Regions from separate parts of the Sus scrofa genome. Here region 1 is linked to region 2. The links are chromatin contacts, called in public Hi-C maps. All regions are on one chromosome and are shown on one strand. The core of a region is the stretch at or near the end of the contact, and the rest is flanking DNA. Distances in the headings are between cores, read along the strand shown. Region 1 overlaps NEDD4L (E3 ubiquitin-protein ligase NEDD4-like). Region 2 overlaps NEDD4L (E3 ubiquitin-protein ligase NEDD4-like).

What was found. Hi-C and Micro-C count contacts between places; a contact is called where the count stands out from the background.
Region 1: a Hi-C map of embryonic fibroblasts shows a contact between it and region 2, with 1.6 times the contacts expected there. The contact joins two enhancer-like sites. A contact is called at or near these places in 1 of 5 promoter capture datasets (liver), 24 of 47 Hi-C or Micro-C datasets (adipose tissue, alveolar macrophages, brain and 13 more) and 1 of 2 datasets of contacts at active chromatin or transcription factors (skeletal muscle).

Annotation. Positions count from the first base shown.
Region 1 is chr1:162,576,110-162,582,883 of Sscrofa11.1, reverse strand. The region is part of intron 2 of NEDD4L (E3 ubiquitin-protein ligase NEDD4-like); the gene reads left to right. Among named protein-coding and RNA genes, the nearest start is that of NEDD4L, 160 kb to the left of the region's middle. Within about 2 kb of position 1,538, at least 14 of the 83 cell types and tissues checked have an H3K27ac peak or open chromatin away from gene starts, as enhancers often do. A contact at or near this core is called in embryonic fibroblasts, where this site is marked.
Region 2 is chr1:162,426,074-162,433,237 of Sscrofa11.1, reverse strand. It overlaps NEDD4L (E3 ubiquitin-protein ligase NEDD4-like), which reads left to right. Exons shown (of 32, transcript XM_021073866.1): 11 at 584-760; 12 at 3,511-3,585; 13 at 5,212-5,271. Among named protein-coding and RNA genes, the nearest start is that of MIR122, 100 kb to the right of the region's middle. Within about 2 kb of position 4,012, at least 3 of the 83 cell types and tissues checked have an H3K27ac peak or open chromatin away from gene starts, as enhancers often do. A contact at or near this core is called in embryonic fibroblasts, where this site is marked.

The DNA of each region.
Region 1 (6,774 bases), core at 289-2,788, 150 kb before region 2:
ATGGTGACTTCTTGTTTTGCCTGAGAGTTGAGTGGCATTGGTTCCCTGGATGTGGGTGAAACTGCTAAGCAGCTTAACGAAGAGGGAATTGCCACCCTTCTGGTGTGGGACTTGGAACTGTGGAGGCGAAACCATCACCTTAAAAGGAGATGTTTCCATGGAGAAGTGGGGAGTCACAGGCACAGATCCCACAGACTTCACCTGTTTCTACTCCCTTACTTAGAGAGTCCTCTGTCCGTGAGGGGACAGTCACACCTCACGAGGGATAAGAAAGACAAACCCTAGAGATTTAATTGCCACTGTGAGTGGAGAGCAGTGGTCGAAGAAAGGCAAGAAATGCCTCCCTCCTTCCTGAGACGTCCCTGTTTGGTTCTGCCCCTTCCATGCCTTTGCAGTGCCCTTCTCCCGAAATGACCCAAACTCTGTGTTTGGCAACAGGAGGCGGCAGCTTCATCTAAATGCATTTTTGCAGTTTGTGAACTCTCAGCCCTGCCAAGGTGCCTGGGCCCCTGGTTAATGATCTTTAATGTAAAAGATTCTTCTCCACGATTAGCACTTAGCTCGGTCACCACCACCCAAGCTGAACTCCGAGATCCTCCTGTGTGATTGATTCTCTGCCCGCCATCTGCCCACCTGCCGGAGCTGGGCACAGCCGGTTCTCTCCTGATGTGTGCTCTTTCCCTTGGGGCAGGGACAAGGGGGAGTGCAGCGGGAGCCAGCTGAGGTGGAACCAAAGGTATTCAGCAGAAGGAGCAGCTGCAGAGCACCCAGTGTGGTGGCAGGTTCCTAGGTGGCTTGCAGGCTCCTGAGACCAGAGCCGACCTTGGGAGCCTTTCGTGGAGCCTGCTTTAGGACATTCTGTCCAGGTGGTGGTGAGGGATCAGCATCCCCCAGCCACAGGTATTGACTCTGGTTCTCTTTAAAGCCACCTTGGCAACCATCTGCACTCCTCGGCTTCTTTCCGCTGAGAGCCCGCTGGCATTCTTCCATGAAGGTAAGAGGCGTTTGCATGGTCCTGCAACTCTGGGGGTGGGTGGAATTAGCCATTTTCTTCTGACCTATAAGTGGGTTGTGGAGGTGACTTCTACACATTCATACAGACATCTATAAAAAGAGAAGGAATAGCTTTCCTAACCACAAAAACGAGAAATGACCTTTTGCATCATGAGAAACAGCTTTCAAAACCAGTTTTCAAAAAAAATCCAGTGGCACCAAGCCGCAATCTCTCAAATTTCCCTTAAGAACTTACTCATCCTGTTTCACTGTTGCTTATAAAATATTCCTTTCCACTCCACCCCCCAGTTAAGCAGAGTGACCTATAAAAAACCTTGATACTTTTGCCAAAAGCATTTATAAGGAAAGCCCCTACTTGCATTAGATCTTTCCTCTCTCCTAGCCTTAATTTTCTTCTAGGGAATGGGGTCTGTTTTTATCACTGATGGCCAAATGATCTTTGGGCAGCGTTCCCTGTGGTCCTTGGAGGCAGAATGTGGGTGTGTTGAGTGGCACCCAGTGGTCATGAGTTGTCCCTTTTGGCCTCTTTCCCAGACCAACTTCTGTCTCGTGCTTGGTTGGTTTGGCTTCTGGTTGTAGAATCTGATGTTTACTGTAGAATGCTGGGATGGAGAATGGTTTCTAAGCTTTGATTCTATTCTTTGTTCCTACGGAATTATCAAATCCATACATTTTTATTGCTTTTCAAGTACTCAGAACAATGGAGGAGAAAAACCTCATAAAACCAGTTTTGCCTCTTTGGTCATCCACAGTGATTGTATTTTCTGAGACAAATAATAGTTTATATGGCCTAATAAAAGACTTTTTAAGAAGTTATTTAATAACCACGTTGAAATCTTACATTGCTATTGAAATATATATGTAAATTATTATATAACATACAAATCATCATAATATAATTTGATTATTAATATAATTGTTAATATAAATTATTAATATTAATAACACAAATTATTATAATATATAAATTATTATGTATAAACATACACACACACACACACACACACACACACACACATACCGGCCAAGCCCATGGCATGCAGAAGTTTCTGGGCCAGGAATAGTACCCATGCCACAGCAGTGACCAGACTTACCACGGTGACAATACTGGATATTTAACCTGCTAGGCCACTAGAGAACTCTGAATCATATTTATTCATATGTATCATGAATTACTTCTAGGCAGTGCGTCTCAACCAGGGTTGACTTGTCCTTCTCCCTCCTAAGGACTTTTGGCAATGCTTGGAGAGATTTTTCACTGTCCCTTTAGTGGGGACAGGCCAGGGATGCTGCTCAGCCTTCTGCAGTGCACAAGACAGCCCTCCACCACAAAGAAGTATCCAGCCAGTGTCAGCAGTGCCAAGGTTGTCACTGCTTTAAGAAACATGCAACATTAGAACTGCTGTGGAAAATCTGAACGCTCTGAGTAGCTGATCCATAAGGAGTAAAAGTTTGAATTTTGCAAGTGTTCCCCATTGGGCCAGGTTGAGTTAACAAATTAGTGGAGCGTGTGAATTGTATAATATACCTGTAATACAATGCAGTGTGTTTCCTGCAAGTTCAAATTATTAGCAAAGTGTCTTACTTAACATCATTTACTTAGTAGTGACTTGATAGCATGAATGACATGAAGAAGGAGTTTTCATTGTCAGGCAGGAAAAGCCCTTCATTTGTGGTGGAAATCACTCCAGGGCAGCTGGCGGGAAGACCCTGCTGTGGTCATGTTGTCTGAGTCCCTCTGTGGCTGATGACAGGACAGGGACATCCCCGTTGCTAACCTCACTGTGGTTGTTGGAGACAGAAATAAGGGACTGCGAAATTTTAGATGCAGGAGGGGATCTTAAGTTGAGTCTAACACCTTCTATTTTGAGATTAAACTCTAGCCCAGAAAGGTTAACTTTCCTTTTCTCACCATTCTGATGTGGTTTCTCCCTCAGTTCAGTTCTTGAGACAATTTTTGCCTATTTATGGCATTCACTTTCCATTAGGTGTTCATTTTGGACACCTTTTGCTGTCATCCTGCCTTGCTCTTGGAAAACTTGAAGGTTAACTTTTCATGCATTTATTTCTTGATGCTTTAATTGGATCAAACAAACTTTGGGAATAAGGACAGTGGCTTACCTACCTGTGGGTCCAAATAGTACCCCGAGAAGTGTTTTGTAAGTTTCAGACCCCAAGAAGCTGTATATTGACCTGGTTTAAATGATACACCAGTTTAGTATGACTGAACCAGCCTTTGTACCTAAAACTGACTTTAGAGTTGGTGTCCTTCATACAGCAACTCATTCATACGTGAAAACGCTTTACGTACTTGAAGAGTGTAAGTTCTCTTCAGACGGTAGCTATAGGTCAGGATTGGTCTGTTGAAAAGCTGACTCTTTTCTTTCTTTTTTTAGTCTTTTTAGGACTACACCTGTGGCATATGGAATTTCCCAGGCTAGGGATCAAATCGGAGCTACAGCTATAGGCCTACACCACAGCCACAGCAACGCCAGATCTGAGGTGTGTCTGCAACCTTACACCACAGCTCACAGTAATGCTGGATCCTTAACCCACTGATCGAGGCCAGGAATTGAACCTGCATCCTCAGTGGATGCTAGTTGGATTCGTTACTGCTGAGCCATGATGGAAACTCCAAAGAGCTGACCCTTGATGGTGATTTTGTCTGGTATTTGCATTTTTCTTGGGCTTAGCATGCCTCAAGAGGCATCATTTTAGTTCTTTATGCTTGTATATGTTGTATTTGCTTAAATAGCTTTCCTGTGGTTGAATTTTATTATTTTTATTTTTATTTCCCCAATACATTATTTTCTTTTCTACTGTACAGCATGGTGACCCAGTTACACATACATGTATACATTCTTTTTTCCCATTCTCATGCTCCATGTTAAGTGACTAGACATAGTTCCCAGTGCTACACAGCAGGATCTTTTTGCTAATCCATTCCATAGGCAATAGTCTGCATCTGTTAACCCCAAGCTCCCAATCCATCCCATTCCCTTCCCCTCCCCCTTGGCAACCACAAGTCTGTTCTCTAAGTCCATGATTTTCTTTTCGGTGGAAAGGTTCATTTGCGCTGTATATTAGATTCCAGATATAAGTGATATCATATGGTATTTGTCTTTCTCTTTCTGACTTCACTCAGGATGAGAGTCTCTAGTTCCATCCATGTTGCTGCAAATGACATTATTTTGTTCTTTTTATGGCCGAGTAGTATTCCATTGTGTATATATACCACATCTTCCGAATCAAATCATCTGTCAATGGACATTTAGGTTATTTCCATGTCATGGCTATTGTGAATAGTGCTGCAATGAACATGCAGGTGCATGTGTTTTTTTAAAGGAAAGTTTTGTCTGGATATATGCCCAAGAGTGGGAATGCTGGGTTATATGGTAGTTCTATGTATAGATAAGGTACCTCCAAACCGTTCTCCATAGTGGTTGTATCAGTTTACATTCCCACCAACAGTGCAGGAGGGTTCCCTTTTCTCCACAACCCCTCCAGCATTTGTTATTTGTGGATTTATGAACAATGGCCATTCTGACTGGTGTGAGGTGGTATCTCATGGTAGTTTTGATTTGCTTTTCTCTAGTAATCAGGGATGTTGAGCATTTTTTCATGTGCTTGTTGGCCATCTGTATATCTTCCTTGAAGAAATGTCTATTCAGGTCTTTTGCCCATTTTTCCAATGGGTTGTTGGTTTTTTTGCTGTTGAGTTGTATAAGTTGCTTGTATGTTTTAGAGATTAACCCCTTGTCCATTGCATCGTTTGAAACTATTTTTTCCCATTCTGTAAGTTGTCTTTTTTTTTTTTTTTTTTTTTTTAATGGTTTCCTTTGCTGTGCAAAAGCTTGTCAGTTTGATTAGGTCCCATTGGTTTAGTTTTGCTTTTATTTCTGTTGCTTTGGGAGACTGACCTGAGAAAACATTTGTAAGGTTGATGTCAGAGAAGGTTTTGCCTGTGTTCTCTTCCAGGAGTTTGATGGTGTCTTGTGTTACATTTAAGTCTTTAAGCCATTTTGAGTTTATTTTTGTGTGTGGTGTGGTGATGTGTTGTCGTTTCATTGCTTTGCATGCAGCTGTCCAGATTTCCCAGCAATACTTGCTGAAAAGATCGTCTTTTACTCATTTTATGTTCTTGCCTCCTTTGTCAAAGATTAATTGACTGTAGGTGTCTGGGTTTATTTCTGGGTTCTCTATTCTGTTCCGCTGGCCGGTGTGTCAGTTCTGGTACCAGTACCACACTGTCTTGATGACTGTGACTTTGTAATACTGCCTGAGGTCTGGGAGAGTTATGCTTCCTGCTTGGTTTTTGTTCCTCAGGATTGCTTTGGCAATTCTAGGTCTTTTGTGGTTCCCTATAAATTTTTGGATTGTTTGTTGTACTTCTGTGAAAAATGTCATGGGTAATTTGATAGGGATTGCATTTAATCTGTAGATTGCTTTGGGTAGTATGGCCATTTTTACAATATTTTTCCAACCCAGGAGCATGGACTATCTTCTGTGGTTGAATTTTAAATGGAAAGAAAACCAAAATTTCATCCTGGGAACAGGAAAAGGACATTAGGGAAAAACAAGGTATTATATACAATATAATTTATTATATATAATAAAGTCTGGAGTTCAGTTAGTGATGATCTGCCAACCTTGATTCATTAATTATGACAAATACATGATGCTAATGTACATGTTAATAATGGGAGGAACCAGATGTAGGATGTAGGGGAACTCACGTTGCAGTAATTCTATAAGTGTAAAACATGCTAAGGTTAAAAGTTTTTCTTTAAAAAATTGCTGTTGAAGTTCCCTGGCGGCTCAGCAGGCTAAGGATCTGGCACTGTCATTGCTTCAGCTCAGGTCGATGTTGTGGTGTGGTTTAGATCCCTAGCCCAAGAACTTGTGTGTGCCATGAGCATAGCCCAAAAAAAGTTATTTTGTTAGAGGATAACAGTAGTAAATTTTGTTTCCTTTTTCTTTGGGATAGGCTAATGCTACAAAGTTGAATTCCTTGTTTGCCTTTCAGCTTTTGTTTAGGATAGCCATGAGGTGTATCTTTCCAAAATGTGCCCAAATTGGTTTGAGCAATTTTTCAAACCAGATTATGTAATTTTTTTGTCTTTCTTTCTTTCTTTCTTTCTTTCTTTCTTTCTTTCTTTCTTTCTTTCTTTCTTTCTTTCTTTCTTTCTTTCTTTCTTTATGGGCTGCACCTTCACCATATGAAGGTTCCTAGGTCAGGGGTTCAATAGGAGCTGTAACTGCTGGCCTACACCACAGTCACAGCAACGTCAGATCCTTAAGACCAACTGAGCGAGGCCAGGGATCAAACCTTCTTCCTTGTGGATACTAGTCAGATTCGATTCCGCTGAGCCACTCCGGAAACTCCCGGATCATGTGATTTTGATTTGCCTGCCATTGCAGTGACTCATTGCTAGGTGGTATATTTAAAAGACTAAAGAGAATTTTCAGGTTAAAAAGTTACATCAACAGAAAATGTATTTGTAGGTTCCAATTGAAATACTGTCGGCTGGGAATGCTACTAGCAATGTGCTGGTTGGACAATGGGATGTACCCCCCCCCCCTTTTTTTTTGCTGGGTCTCTGAAGGCATCTGGATGACAGATGTCCCTGTCTCATTGCAGTGCTATGTAATTCAATGCCTCTAGAACTGAAATAAGGAATTGTGGTTCCTGGGTTCATAAAGCCAGAAAATATACATGTGGGTCTATTGTATTTGAAGTCATTAAAAATGCTATTTTCA
Region 2 (7,164 bases), core at 2,763-5,262:
GACTTCCATGCTGCCTTAACAGTTCTGCTTACTTATTAGAAGCCCATTCTCTGTAAGCATTGTGTTAGGAAGATCATTCACAAAATGTTTCAGTGATCAAAATTAGAAAAGCAGGATTGATTCTGTAATAATTCACTGAAAGTTACTTTATACGAGTATTTCCTTACAGTTTATAACATCTCTGCTGATTTCATTGTGAATCCTCAGCATTTAGAGTAAAAGAAAATCCGTGAAAATCACAAATGAATTCCTGAGCATATTGTTTAACCATGCAGGTACTAACAGGTACTAGAAGGAAGCCACTGCTTAGAGAAGTGCTCTTATAAAGGGGTTAAGAGCACAGCCCCTGGAGCCAGGCTTCCTTGGCCCTGCCACTTGCTAATTCTGTTACCTGGAGCAAGTTCCTCCCTCTGCCTCGGTTTCCTCATCTGTTAATTAGGGTAGTAGCCATCTTCCTCACAGATATTGAGAAGATTGTGCCCCTCCTGAGCACTCAGTAGATGTTAATTTTAGGTATCGTAATGGATGAGGACCAGAGCGCCCCTCCTTCTAGCATTTATCTCTGTGTCTCGTTCCCTGCCAGCCTTGGGAGACCATTTCGGAAGAAGTGAACATCAGTGGAGACTCCCTCAGCCTGGCGCTGCCACCACCGCCAGCCTCACCCGTGTCTCGGACCAGCCCTCAGGAGCTGTCTGAGGAACTGAGCAGAAGGCTTCAGATCACTCCAGACTCCAATGGGGAGCAGTTTGGTTCTTTGATTGTAAGTAAGAGTCTTGTTGAAATGAGAGGCTGAGCAGATATTTTGTCATTTTGTTGCTGCTTTAAGAAAATCTCTATGCAAATAATGGCAAGGGTCTTCCAGCTCCCAGATAATTCTGACCTTTTCCAAAGTTCCTCCTTCCCCAAGAGAAGGACTCTACCACAGTTAGCCCACACAGGTGAAAATCTTCCTTAATTAATAGAGAAAAGTCTGTGACTTCTGTGGCATCAGCTTTAACCTTGCAGAATTTCTCCCCCCGCCTCCCAAAGGCTCATAAAGAGTGCCTTTATCACATAGGTGGTGTTTTACACCAGGATCCAAGAGATGTTGGGCCTCCTAATTAGTGCTCTTAAGTCGTACGATATGTACTTTATCATTCTCGTTTCACAGATGAAGGCATGATGTTTAAGTGACGTATCCAAAACGAGGTTAGATTGGGAGATAGAAGGCATCGCCTAAGTCCCAGAGTACAAATAAATCCCTGCAAGTGGTCAAAAAATTGTGACACTGACATCAGGGTAGCATTTGAATTGGGGCTCTTAAGCCATCAGGGAAATTCATTCTAGATGCTTTAGGTGGGGCTAAGCCCCGGTGAGAAGCAGCAGAATCAGCCATGAAGACCTGTGTTTGACAACACAAAACTTTGCAGAAAAAGCCCATAGAAATTTCTTGCTTGTGCATCAAATTGAGAAGCAGTGCAGTTTCAATGTTTCCTGAGAAATTGAGCCTACAGATAGACTGTAATAAGTGGTGGTAGTCACTCTTCTGAAAATGGCATCCTAGAAAAATAATCATTACAGCCATACCAAATCTTAATGGGTAGGACTGCATACAATGTAAAAGCCAGTAGGTGCTCACAAAATTGTTACTCTTTAAGTTATGTTTTTATTTTAAAAGATATCATTGGGGAGTTCCCATCATGGCGCAGTGGATAACGAATCCGACTAGGAACCATGAGGTTGCGGGTTCGGTCCCTGCCCTTGCTCAGTGGGTTAACGATCTGGCGTTGCCGTGAGCTGTGGTGTAGGTTGCAGACGCGGCTCGGATCCCGCGTTGCTGTGGCTCTGGCGTAGGCCGGTGGCTATGGCTCCGATTCGACCCCTAGCCTGGGAACCTCCATATGCCGCAGGGGCGGCCCAAGAAATAGCAACAACAACAACAACAACAACAAAAAAAAGATATCATTGGCCCATATCATGAGTTGCCGTGATTACTCACTTAATATGCTTTTGTATTCTAATCCTGTGAGTGTCTTTCAGAAAGAGAAATACCACTGAGCTGAGAATTTAATACTAAAGGGGCAGTAAGGAAAGGAATTTGCATATATAGGATATTGAATTGATAAAACTGTTGCTATGGAAACCACATAAGCAAGGAAGCCATATATTCGAAACCCTACAAAAAGAAATAAGTATTGCTGGAACCATATTAATGGCATAACTTTAGTTTTTAAGTGGAAAAAACATTTCAGGCGGCATTGATAGTAAATCAGCATCTCTCGTTATTTGTATAGGGAGCATCTGCATTGAACTATTCTGGACCCATAAACTACCTTTAAGATTGTGTTTAATCTGGTGCCTGGGAAAGGGAAGAATAGAGGATTCTTTCCAGTTTTCCTTGTCAGGATCATTCAAGGACAATAGCATGAACTTTTGCTTCTGAATGAATCTTACATGCTAACCATTGTGGAAAGACTTGAAAAGCCCCCCATCTACTGATACAGAGTCTGTGATCTTACCTCTGTTTTACTTACTGAAAAATATTAAAAGTAAGGAAATGCTGCAAACTTGTCCCAAGCCTTGCATGCCTGTGACCTGCTCCTGGTCTCTGACTGGATCTGTTAGTCTTTTTTTTTCTTTTTTAATTTTTATTCAAGTATAGTTGCTTTACAAAGTCTTTTTTTTTTTCCCCCACCAAACAGATTAATACAAGCAATACACTAGGTTTTTTTAGCTTACCCTCACTATTTTCCTTCATTCCTGTCTTGAACTCCATTCAGAAGCTAAAGTAACCCTTCATAGTAGCCCAAGATTCTATGTGAGTCCCCCTGGAAGTAGAATTCAATTGATTCTTTGTCAGTGGTAATAATAGTCAATAAATGTTTAATAACTATATGTCAGTATCTCTTCCTGTCTTCATGTTCCACTAGAATTTACCCAAGTTTGCTTCTCAAAGCAGAACACAGAATTCTTTTTTTTTTTTTTTTTGTCTTTTTTTGTCTTTTTGCTATTTCTTGGGCCGCTCCCGTGGCACATGGAGGTTCCCAGGCTAGGGGTCCAATCAGAGCCGTAGCTGCCAGCCTACGCCAGAGCCACAGCAACGCGGGATCCGAGCCGCGTCTGCAACCTACACCACAGCTCACGGCAACGCCGGATCGTTAACCCACTGAGCAAGGGCAGGGATCGAACCCGCAACCTCATGGTTCCCAGTCGGATTCGTTAACCACTGCGCCACGACGGGAACTCCAGAACACAGAATTCTTAGCTTCTTCTATTTTTAAAGCATCACTCAAGTGTTACCTGTGGAGTCCTCTTTCCTGTTTTGGCCTCCTCTTATTTTTGCTGTTGTTTCTATCCCGGTCAGCTTAAAACACTTGAGAATGACAACAAAAGATTCTTGACCCCTTAAGGATTACTCTCATTACTCTGAAAAGATGGTGTTTCCTTTAATTACCTTCTAATATCACAGAGCAGTGGAACCCCTTTCTCAGAATGTGTTCTTGATACTTTGTGTCCTTTCTTCCCCTTCAGCAGAGAGAGCCCTCCTCGAGGTTGAGGTCCTGCAGTGTCACCGATGCAGTCACCGAGCAGGCTCATCTACCACCGGTAACCCATGCTCATTTCCAGCCATCAGTTGGCTCTTTTGGCTTTTCTTTAAAATTGTCTGGGCTACTGAGGAAGAGTTTTTCCTATGCAAATCCATTGACCATATACATGAAACATTAAAAGTTCCTAGCAAATGTCCCAAAAAGAGTGGATTTCCAAGATATACAGAATTGTTGTTTGCTACCAAAGTCTCTGAAATGCTTTATTGCATTATGTTTCTGTCCAAATTAATACCAATTCTGATGTGCTTTCTTGACCTAAACTAAAGCACACATTAACAATCTCTTTTCTCAAAACCTCATTTAGTCCCCAAGGCCATGCTTGAGCAACCTGTATCTCAAAAACATGGGAAGAACTCTTCTGGGTGGACAATGAGAATTCTTCTCTATGACTGTTGGCCTTAACTCTTAACTCACAAAGCCTCTGTACCTTCTCTTTAAAGGCAGCTCTGCTGACTCAACAGTTAGCTATGATGTGTTCCCACTCTCCCACAGTTTTCATGACCAGCAGCAAATATGGAAGTGTAAGGGATCTTTAACAATCTAAGACATAAATAAAAATGAATATTCAGAAGGGAAGGCAGGCCAGCACTGCCTTGGGAGATGTTTGGCATACAACATTAAAAAATAGATTTTATGCAAGTTAATTTCTTATTTTGGAGGAGAAAATATTTTGTGGCTTCAGCATGCTTGACTCAGTGTTTGACCTTGACCAATTTTTTTTTTATTATGACAAATCTTCAATCATTTTTAGCACGAATACTTTATTATGTATGAAATGGAAGAGAAAGGAAGATTGTACTTAGCAGTTGTTGCAGCAATGGTGTCTTCCCTATTGTGTACATTTTTGCTCAACTTTAGAAGATTTCTTTGGCCTAGGTTTTGGTCTTTTATGTTTATAAAATGAATTAATGAGTACAGTAGTCAATCAAGGAATCAACCTAATGGCTTCGGTTGTGGCATACATCTAAAGGGCTGGTTGGTCACAAGAGCATCCTTTCTGGGATAGTTACAGTACAGGCCTTCCCCCACATCGAACAATCAGCTATGAGGGACCACTGGGATCCTCCTCTGTGATTTTGTGTTGATTCTGTGATTTTTCCTTCATGAATCAATGGTGCTTTCTCTCCTTTTCAAAATCAATGTCAATTTTATTGGCCAAAGAGCTCACTTCCCTGAAAACTGATGATTCTTCCCCCCTTCCACATGCCCTGTGAAGCTGTGAACTCACTGATCACCAGTGGCCTCTTGAATTTGGAGTTTGGCAGATTTCAGAATCTGCTCGTTATTTAACAATGGGGACATAATTTGGCGTTTCCTGTTTTCTTTTTTTCTTTTTTTTTTTTTTTGGAATAAGACATCTCACATTGTTGGGTTGTCAAATCATTGACCCAAATCAGGGCTACACCCTGAGCCTTTTCTGGGTGGAAAGATGATCACCGTTCCTCTTTTTCCTCTGGTCATCAGTGGTTGCTCAACATTGTTTGGACCGGGTGCATTTCACAGACTCTGATTCATGTCACCTGCCTTATTGGTGATTCAGTGCACCTGCACCGATTCCTAATTTCAGTGAGCAACGGGTGGTCTCCCTGAGTGCATCTCACTGATGTAAATTGTCGTTTAACAGCCCAGTGCCCCAGCTGGGAGAGCACGCTCATCGACTGTCACGGGTGGTGAGGAGCCAACGGTAATGATGCCCTTGATCAGACATTAATGGCCAGACTGTGGGTTGGTTTTAATATTTTGTGTGCTGGTGAATCTACTCTTTTTTTCTTCTTTTTTTGGTTAAGATCAGCTTTGTGCCACAGAGCTGCCTTTGTTTCTTATCTTAAGCCTCTCACTTTCACGTTGCTCAAAGATATGGGGTGAAACTCAGTGACTGAGTCCCATATTGTTTTATGAGGAATGCCATCAAGTTTTGGTTAAAGGGATTTAATCTGAACCTTTAGAATCTCTTTCTGCCTTGTAGTGTCTGTACTCCTGAGAAGCTTTTCCCATGTCTCAGAAGGCTCGGGTGAAATATTTTGGTTGGAAGAGAATCAGGGAAGCCACAGCAATTGCGTGCATTGCCCATGTGGATTTTCATTTATGTAGTTCCTGTTTGTACCGTGTTTCAGACACTGGCTTAGATTTTCTGCAGCACAAGCATGAACCAGTGACCTTTTCCTGCTCCCAGGGGGCTCTACTCACAAGTTCACAGGTATGAACAAGTGTTCATATCATTCAGGAGGAGAGAGAAGGGAGTATAATTAAAAAATTGAAAAGATCTAAGAAAAAATGGTGTTTTTTATGCCAAATATCTGTTATTAATCATTTTTTCAAATAATTTCTACTGTTCATGTTCATGGGACCTGGATTTGACTGTGAACTTTAATTGCCTGTTTTCTCCTTGAGCCCTAAAGACAAGCTAGCTTATGGTTTATGCTTGGAGCTGCTAATAGCTATTGGAAGAATTTTCCTTATTGTTTCACGGTTGTTATGTTTGTTCTAACTGCTTATTAGTTGAGAACACCTTTAAATACATACCTGATTGCTGATTTTCTTCAGGATGTTGATTTAAAGGAACAATTTAGATATATTGTTAGAATGTCCTGCTCTGCATTGTACCCTGGAAAACCAAAGTGGCAGTCACCAAAAATTAGCCCAGCTTAAAGGTTTTGAGCTTCAGTGACTGATATGAAAGGCACATGTTATGTGGGTCAGGCTCAGCCCTCAGTAGAAGCCAAAAAACTTCAAAGGAACTAGCATATTTCCTACTGTGCACTAGCAGTTTCCATGTGATACACTGCAAAGTGGCCATGATCACATCATGAAATAATTTTAATAGAATGCAGAGCTGATAAGCATCTACTTGCATCCATTTTTGAATTTTATTGGCTTTGGAGACTGCTCTTAGTGTTGGAGTGTTGTGATAGCTGATGACATTAAATGACAGGATAAACTGAATTGTGATCATCCTGAGCTCCATGGTCAGAGTGACCTGGTAGGACAAAGGGATCTGTCTGAAGGAGCTCCCTGTGGCCCTACCACCAGCCTTTTCTTTGTACCTGTGCTCCCCCTACCCCTACCCCCCAGCAATGAATCAAATATAGGAGTTTGGTTTTGTTTTCTACTTTCAAAGACTGGGTAGTCCTAGTTTCTTAAACGTTTTATTTACTCTCCTGTTTTCTACATACTCAGAATAAGGCAACTTATTTTATGGCTCCATTAGAAATCATCACATCTGTTTCTTTTGCACCCTTGCCATCCCATGTCACAAATAGCCTTTACTTCCGCTTTTCCAATTCCGTCTCCTACCACGTTGTTTCTCCTCTTTTACACCTTCTCCCTGTCACCACCAACACTGACATGTCCTGTGTCACCCTGGAGCTGCTTTGGGACTTGCCATCGCACTGCTTCCTTTGTGCTCTTGCAAACATGCATGTGGATGCCCCATCCCACACACACACAGAGAAATGGGATCCCATGTACATATTACTTATCAACTTGATAGGATTCACTGTGATCATTTCTTTGGGACATATTAACTATGACATAATATTCAGTGCTGTGAATGCACCACCGTTCATATAATTTCCCC